Regions from separate parts of the Mus musculus genome. Here all the other regions are linked to region 3. Evidence: chromatin contacts called from public promoter capture Hi-C data. All regions are on one chromosome and are shown on one strand. The core of a region is the stretch at or near the end of the contact, and the rest is flanking DNA. Distances in the headings are between cores, read along the strand shown.

Evidence for each region. Promoter capture Hi-C pulls out the DNA fragments that hold promoters and counts their contacts.
Region 1: a contact with region 3 is called in a promoter capture Hi-C map of hippocampal neurons, with 11 times the contacts expected there. The contact joins the enhancer-like site here to the promoter of B3galt2 in region 3. A contact is called at or near these places in 4 of 39 promoter capture datasets (the C10 cell line, cranial neural crest and hippocampal neurons) and 2 of 115 datasets of contacts at active chromatin or transcription factors (astrocytes and forebrain).
Region 2: a promoter capture Hi-C map of hippocampal neurons shows a contact between it and region 3, with 32 times the contacts expected there. The contact joins the enhancer-like site here to the promoter of B3galt2 in region 3. A contact is called at or near these places in 4 of 39 promoter capture datasets (the C10 cell line, cranial neural crest and hippocampal neurons), 2 of 484 Hi-C or Micro-C datasets (cerebral cortex and ventral hippocampal neurons) and 2 of 115 datasets of contacts at active chromatin or transcription factors (astrocytes and forebrain).

Annotation. Positions count from the first base shown.
Region 1 is chr1:142,263,273-142,266,048 of GRCm38.p6, forward strand. No RefSeq gene overlaps it. Among named protein-coding and RNA genes, the nearest start is that of Gm25457, 970 kb to the left of the region's middle. Within about 2 kb of position 1,424, at least 1 of the 459 cell types and tissues checked has an H3K27ac peak or open chromatin away from gene starts, as enhancers often do. A contact at or near this core is called in hippocampal neurons, where this site is marked.
Region 2 is chr1:142,041,522-142,044,221 of GRCm38.p6, forward strand. No RefSeq gene overlaps it. Among named protein-coding and RNA genes, the nearest start is that of Gm25457, 740 kb to the left of the region's middle. Within about 2 kb of position 1,335, at least 7 of the 459 cell types and tissues checked have an H3K27ac peak or open chromatin away from gene starts, as enhancers often do. A contact at or near this core is called in hippocampal neurons and ventral hippocampal neurons, where this site is marked.
Region 3 is chr1:143,639,244-143,642,137 of GRCm38.p6, forward strand. B3galt2 (UDP-Gal:betaGlcNAc beta 1,3-galactosyltransferase, polypeptide 2) reads left to right here and starts at 1,454. Exons shown (of 2, transcript NM_020025.4): 1 at 1,454-2,099. All of the region lies in intron 10 of Cdc73 (cell division cycle 73, Paf1/RNA polymerase II complex component), which reads right to left.

The DNA.
Region 1 (2,776 bases), core at 174-2,673, 1.4 Mb before region 3:
TAGGATTTTGTTGTTGCTTACTCTTGAGGTTCTAAATAAGAACCATGGGAGTAGATAGCTAAACAATGTTTGAGTCGCATTCTGTATTCAAAAAGAAACTCAGAAATTAGAACCTGCAGATACCTATAGGCATAAATGAGCAGACTTTTTATAACTTTGTAACAACATGTGTGCATGTGACTCGGTGTACTCTCAAGTGTGTATATTTAAGGGTAAGATAAGGCTGAAGGATGCATAAAGTTATAAAGAATATAGACAGTGGAACCATTTAGCATCCTGCAGATGAAATGATAATGGAAGAAACAGAGCCATTGGAATGAGAATTCAGATCAGATGATGCATAGAATGTAGCAGAGGCATGAAAAAATAAACATGGAAAATTTACAACTAAATTCTGAGAAATCCTTTGTATTGTCTATACTTTTCCTTGAAGGGTCGGATGTAAAGTTAACCTGTTACAAAAGCTAGTTTAATTGAAATTAAGAACTCCCTCAAAAGTTTAAGTACTTCTTCAAAGTAGCATGCTCAGCTTTGAATAAGAAGTGTTAAAAGGAGCTGTGTCCAAGAGAATCTAAAATTCTAGAAATGGAGTGGGGAAATTCTTTCACAGACATGACATGCTATTCTTGAGCTGAGCCCGATTCAGGAAGAACAGGAGAGTAATGCATTTTGCAGAGTATCTCTCTGAAACAAAAGCATTTTAAGCATCCAATAAATCAAATGCTGGCCACATGTAATTCATGGAGAAGAATGCCAGTGTTTTAGAGCTAGGTAGGCAAGCCAGTGAGTGGTGTGTGATCCATTTGCTGACTTTAGGAGAACAAGTATCCAAGGGTTCCAATTTGTCCTTGGAAAATTTAGCTTAGGAAAGGGAGTAAGCAGGCAAAATAATACCTGACCACAGGGCATTATCCTCTGAGGTTGGAATAGAAGACATATTCTCTTAGATGTGATTCCCTTCCTTTTTGTGGATATGATTAATTTAAAAGTATAAATCTTTGAATCTTTAAAGTCAGTGCCTCAGGATACTGATTGAGACATGACGAATGCATCTAATCTCTCAGTTTATAGGGTTTACAGAAAAATAAAAGAAATGTATACTAATATCTGAATTTAAGAACATTATTGATTCTTTAGTCCAAATTATGAATATATATGTATATATATAGTATTGCATTCATGTGTGTGTATACATGTACATATATACATATATGTACACATGTATGTACATGTGTTTGTATATATATATAGATATACACACACACACATATATATATGAATGTACCTATAGTATTTGAATCCACATGTATGTTATTAGCATCCATGTATGTATATTTATGCAAATACTTTGGACTCATTACTGATTCATTGGCTTCCTCCACTGAAAAACACGTTTTGTGAAAAATAAAGCCTTAGAGCTCTTTTTCAGCTGGGAAAAAATAAACAACTTGCAGCTTGTGATTCCATCTGTGCTTTCTGCTTTCTACAAAACAGATTTCTCCAATAAAATCAATGAATGTGTTTTAGAGTCAGGTAGGCAAAGAAGGGTAGGATTTTCATTCCTGAACCATGACCGAGGGAAGAAAAGGAGTCATCCTTATGGAACTGTTGAGACTGTGAAACAAAGCTTAATTTACCTGTTGTAGAGCAGAAATGTCCTTCAGAACATGCATGATTGCTTCACAGAAAGTCAGTCCACTAAGGGAGAGTAAGGATGGCCTTGAAACCTGAGATATCCTCTTTCTGTTTCCAATTCTGACACTTATTCCAAGGTCATAAAATTGTTTGGGGATTTAGTCTTTTGATGTAAAATAAGAACAGAGCATTTATTTGAGTGAAAGTAAGCCCTCTTAATTTTTTTTATACTAAAACCAACAACAAAAAATTCTCACTAAACCATGTACATGCCTGTCCCTCAAGTCATAACTGACATTATTATATTCCAGTGCTCTGACAATCTACCCATGTAATAGCACAAAGTTTTCCCTCTTTAGCAGATTAACAGAATATACATTATCAAATGATATGAAATGATAAATAAGCTTCCATATACAGATTCAGTTTTGATTATGTAGCATTTTTGATAACATTAATGCATTTTATTTTATTTTCAAATATACATATGAGAAAATTTCAGGATAAACTATTTGTAATATTTAATCTAATAATAGAAAGGGAATTTAGAGAAATGAAAGTAAAATGCAAGTGATGGAAAACTGGGGGTATAACTTTCTGAGACAAAGACAGAAAGTGTGAACATCATCTTTATCTTTAACATTATCTCTGATGTAAAAAGCTAGTTTCAAATTTTAGCAGCTTAAAGGGAGTATAAAGAATAAGACTTCCAAGAAATGGAAGACAAAAGGACTGGTCTGAAACAGCAGAATGTTTCAACTAATAAGTACAAAGACAAAATAAAGACAACTGAGACCGAAAACAACGTTAAGTTTGAAGAAATTACACTAATTATAATGCTGAACTATGTAAGGTTGATTTGATTAATTAGTTATATACTCATTACTGTGTAAATCATACTATATATGAAACATAATTTCATATATTTGAAAAATTACTTGTCTAGGGAGAAGTATTTTCCCAAAAAATATAGATAAAAATTATTTTAGTGTTCTCTATATTCTGTATCAGTGAAAAGAAATAATCTAGGTGAATTTGAGTAGGTAAAAAAATAAGATATTAAATTTGCATCAAGGATAAAAATGAAGATAAATCTATAGTATTTGTAGAAAATCTCTTAAGCTCAGCATTTCTACAACAC
Region 2 (2,700 bases), core at 85-2,584, 1.6 Mb before region 3:
TACCTCAATTAGGTATAAGTTTCAAACATGTCTGCTTCCTTCTAAAAACTAAGTTTACCTCCATTGTGAGGTGTTAAAGATGCGTACTAAGGGCACATCTGTATTTCAGCTAGAGAAAATAAAGGTATGTTATTCCAATTGGATAACATAAACCTAGAATTCTTCAATGTGATTCCTTGTCAGAGTATCCCAGTGTCTGGATTAAAATTCCTCTACAAATATTAAATTTGATTGATTTTTTTTAATTTCAGAAGGTTTAATACAAAATTAAACAAAATATAAAATAACAAAATGTTAACCTAATTAAATAAAGGCTAGAGTGTCAGCAACTGACCTAATCAGCTCAGAGAAATCTTTCAGCAGTACAGAAGAAATTTAATGGTTATGCAGCGTCTCTCTATGGAAGTTTGGCCAAATATAAATACAGAGTTGCTGCAAGAAACACAGAGGAGACTTGAAATTGCGGCACTGACATAACCCTAAAGTATGAGTTGCACAACTGAAAAGCAGAACCTTAAAAGTCAAGGAAGCCGCTTGCAGGAATAGTCTCGATAGACTAACAGGTAGACATATGGATATTAATTGGAGAAAATTCCATTAGTACTGATCTCAAATGTGAGCTGAAGTTTTCAGGAATGATTTGGAGTCTTCTGCCTGTCATTCCTGTGATGTACAGGTAGGCAGTAAGTTGTCAAAGCTCTGAAACCACCTTGACATGCAGAGTGATAATCTACCAGAGGCAAGTATGAAGTTTAATTCCACACAACTCATTAGTAACCAATATAGGTACAACATTGCAGAGTCTAACCTCTAGTAGTTTATTTTAGGCATATTTAAACCCATAACAAATTGTAAAATGTTTCCTGCTGAAAATTAACTTAATCTTCTAGGCACAACAAAGCTTAAAACATGACTACAAACAAACCCTTTGTAAAGGACAAAGTCACATCTTCCATGTCTCATAGATTTATTCTACAAACAAGCTCAAGAAAGTGTAGGGGAGAATCTGGTCTTGGACTCACAAATATTACAAAGGTCACTTGGATATTAACCTTGTTTGTTCCCACCTTCCTAGAAAGAAAACAGGTTATATCTCTCCTCTTGAAGAGAAAACCCTCTGTGTGAAACATTCCTGGTTCCCCTGGTTTTAATCTGTAAACACAAGAACCTGCACATGTCAACCAATGAGATCATCTATCATGAGGGCATTGCCATACCAGTGTTAAAAGCCTGCCTTTTTATAGGATTTTGGTGACGAGGATGCACTCTTCTTTGTTCTGGTGTACTCTGTTCATTTTTATACTTGCTTTCCTGATTAGGTGGGAGTATAGCCATGTGCTTGTATGTTTCCAATCTACCCTGATGGGTTTATGTAATAGTACATTTTTCTACTATTAAGAATACGTTATTTGTTAGTTTGTGCACAGATGGTCATAGACATGTGGTGGTGTTTATGTACATGAGGCACAGAGTCATTCTGCTTTTACATTTGAAGTTAAAACATAACCAAGTGTTGTTTGCAAAGTGGCATATTCTAGAGTGAGGCATTCCTGCAAGCCAGGTTTACACAATACTGAGTGAATTAGAGCAGCCCACAGCCTCATATAAAGAAAGTGCCTAGGAAGTTTATCTGAGAAAACTGTCACTCTTCAAACTCCTCAAAAAATGTATTTTAATAATGAACAGAGGAAGCTTCATAAAAAATCATAATTCCTACATGATAACTCAAATTTTTCTGTAAAGCAAAGGATTTTCTTAATAGGACAAAACAGCAGTCTACAGATTCGGAAAAGATCTTCAGCAACCCTGCATTTGACAGAGGGCTAATATCCAAAATATATGAAGAAATCAAGTAGTTAGCCATCAACAAATCAAAAAGCCCAATTTAAAAAATGGGATACAGAGCTAAACAGAGAATTCTTAACAGAGGAAAACCAAATGGCTGAGAAACTTAAAATATGAATTTCACTCGTGATCAGGAAAATACAAATCAAAATGACCCTGAGATTCCATCTTATACCCATCAGGATGGCTAAGATAAAAACTAAAAATCAAGGGACAGTGCATGCTAGTGAGGGTCTGGAGCAAGAGGTATACTCTCTTCTCCATTGCTGGTGTGAGTACAAACTTGTACGACAACTCTGGAAATCCACTTGTTAGTTTCTCAGAAAATTAAAAATAGTTCTACCCTACTACTCAGCTATGAAAAACAAGGACTTTATGAAACTCACAGGCAAATCAATGGAACTAGAAAGTATCATCCTGAATAAGGTAGCCCAATCACAAAAGAACAAACACGGTATGCACTCACTGATAAGTGGATATTAGCCCAAAAGCTTGGAATACCAAAGATACAATTCACAGACCACATGAAACTCAAGAAGAAGGAAGACCAAAGTGTGGATGTTTCACTCCTTCATAAAAGGGGTAACAAAATACTAATGGGAGGAAATACAGAGACAAAATGTGAAGCAAAGACTGAAGGAAAAACTATCCAGAGACTGCCCCACCTAGGGATCCCTCCCATATACAGTCACCAAACCCAGACACTATTATGGATGCCAAGGAGTGCTTGGTGAACGGAGCCTGATATAGCTGTCTCCTGAGAGGCTCTGTCAGAGCCTTAAAAGTAGAGAGGTGGATGCTCACATACAACTGAGCACAGTGTCCCTAATAGAGGATTTAGAGAAAGGACTGGAG
Region 3 (2,894 bases), core at 204-2,703:
TAGGAATCACTGATATTAAAAAGGCCACTTCTACTTTGGAGGAATAATTTAAGCAGAATCAATAATTTGTCTATGAAGACAAGAAAAAAAGACAGTGAAGAATATAGTATATAGCTTTAAGAGCCAAATACTAAGAAACACGGGTTTTATTCCTCTTCTAACTTAGGAAAGCCAAAGTTCTAAGCTTTAAGTTTCTCCTTATACTTTTCTTTTTCCTTCTTTTTTACCATCTTATCATTTCTAGGGGGAGTAAGACACAAACTAGGACAGTTATAGGGTATACCTAAACCAAGAAAGCACACTGGAATTAACACATGAAGATGAGTAATTGAATACTATTAGAGGAAATGTAATTTTTATTCACCTGAAATAATATATCATGGTCTGTGAAAATGGATAAAGTCCGTATCCCTAAAATATATAGCATAAGCTCTAAAACTATATAGTTACTGTCTTTAGAATATCAGAGGGGAATTGTTAGTTATAGCCATAAAAACAAGTAACAAACATGCCTGCCGAGTGCTCTCCTGGGGGGGGTTGGGGGGGGTGCCCAAATGTCCAGGCACTTAGTTAAGTATACCAGAGAAGGATTTCAGAGTCTCTAATATGTAAGGGAAAAAAAAAAAAACTGTTTGATGGCATTTTACTAAACCATTTTCTAAAGTATTAAACATTATTAGAAGCAACAGACTCTAGCGCATCACTATACTTATTTAAACACACATCTGCAATCTATATAAGCATACTATTTTCTATATAAGAAGCAAAGTTCCAAGGTTGTCTCTACCTAAGGTTTTTAGTCAAAATGCAACCAATCCTGCAGAACTACTCACCAATCTTCAAGAAAATCTATTCATGTGTGTTCTATGTACTATATCATTTTTAATTCTGTGATACACATTATTTTACATGAAAAAAAATTAATATTGATAACAAGAAAGTGATTTAAAATTAAATTTACTACTTTCAAGAACACTAAAAACTGCACAGAGCAAAAAAGTAGGCAGTATCGCAACATGAAGTAAGTGCAGGCAGCTGACTTAGATAAGCTGGAGAAAACAGGGGAGGAAATCTAAGTTATAGACAATAGATAATGAAGGAGTTTTAACTAGACTAGCAAATCAGAACAATCAGACAAAAACTGTAAGAGCAGGAATGCACTGAAAGAGTTAAACTACACCAACTTACATGTAAAAGCTTTTATTACTTCTGCTCTAAAAAAGTCTCTAAGACACATGAAAGCCACCGTCCAACACAGAAATATTTAGAAAGCCTGTGCATAAGTTCAAATAAAGATTAAAAAACCATAACCTCCATTTCATCCTAATGCTTGTATTTGTTCTGAATAAATATGATGTGTCACATAAGAGGAAGATTTCTAAGCTTTCTCCTACCTCGGGTTTTTAGTCAAAATGAACGCAAACAATCACGTGGGACTCAGCCAAGCAGTGACGTTAAATTCTGCTCTGTCAGAGACAGCATCTGTCAAGCCCACATTTAAACTGCTGCCTGCCTGTGCAGCACGGAAGAACGGTGCATTTCACATTACAGACCAAAACCCCAGGAAAACAGCTCAAAAATCCTTCCTGCAGCTGCCAGGCAACCACGACGGAGAAAGGCAAAGCCTTTTTTTTTCCCCCAATGCAACTGAAACACTAAACCACAGCTCTGCTGCTTAACATTGCAGCTCAGCGCTATTACTAGAAATATGGATACTGAGAAGAGAATACAGCACTGCATTGTCCAGCCGGGAATACAGCAGATGTAAAGAGCTTCAATGCATCAACTGTCGGAAAGAGTCAACTGTGCACCAAATACAACAGACAGCTACAGCTCTTTTGTTTAGTGAAAGAGAGAAAATGAAAGAAAGGAAAAATCTCTGAAGACTATAAGATATAGACATATGAACAAGAAGGGTAACTTGAAGACACCCCGACAGATGGACACTTTGGATACTGTGAAAAGCAATCACAGGAGGCAGACTGTTGGGGGATGTGCGCATGTTCGATAGCATCGTTTTTTGCTGAAGTGATGGCGTGCCAAAAGTATTTTCAGTAGACATAATCCTCTCCATCTAATGGTCTGACCAAGAAAGAAAGGTATGTTGCTGTCTTGTGTATGATGTTCATTAAATGTGTTTTAATTTCCTAACCATACAGGCACTGATACACTTGATAAACAAGTTCATACAGTCCACTGCCCTTCAAACTATGAAAGGCTTTCTAAATACACGATTTTAAATTTGCCTTTTCTACTAGACAAGCTGTCGTTGCTTTATTCAATTAAATAACTGGGAGTAATTCTGCAGGATTGTAACATTACAAGGAAAACCAAATAGTAACTAGATTTACTGAAAAGAATGTCTGAGAAATTAAACTAAAAAGAAAAAAAAAAAGAGCTCTCTAGCCTTTTTTTTAAAAAAACAGCAATTCTCTAGCAAATTAGGTCAAATTGATTCCTTATCTAATAAATTAAAGCACCTTCTTTAAAATGGTTATCAAGAGACAGTGGGGTAAAATTATATTAAATAGCATAAATATGATCTTATTATCTTGAGGTATTTTTAGAAAATCTCTTCAAAACAAAATCTTAGTTCATAGTAATATATTCTCTGTAATATCTATCTCTTCAGAGAGAGATAGAAACAATTCAGGAGTACATCAGCAAATTTTAAGTGTTACTGAGCTACAAGGAGATACTACAAGTTACAACATTAGCCATCAGATTAAAACGCTAGTGAGTTTATGCAAAGCATAACACCACCACAGTAGTCAGTCACATGTTATTACAGTATCAATGAATACAACTTTAACAAAGAGAGATCAATAGTTGCTCTAAATAGATTGGTGAAACAGGGAGTTTTTAAGTAACAGAGTGATTCTAAATAATCAAGT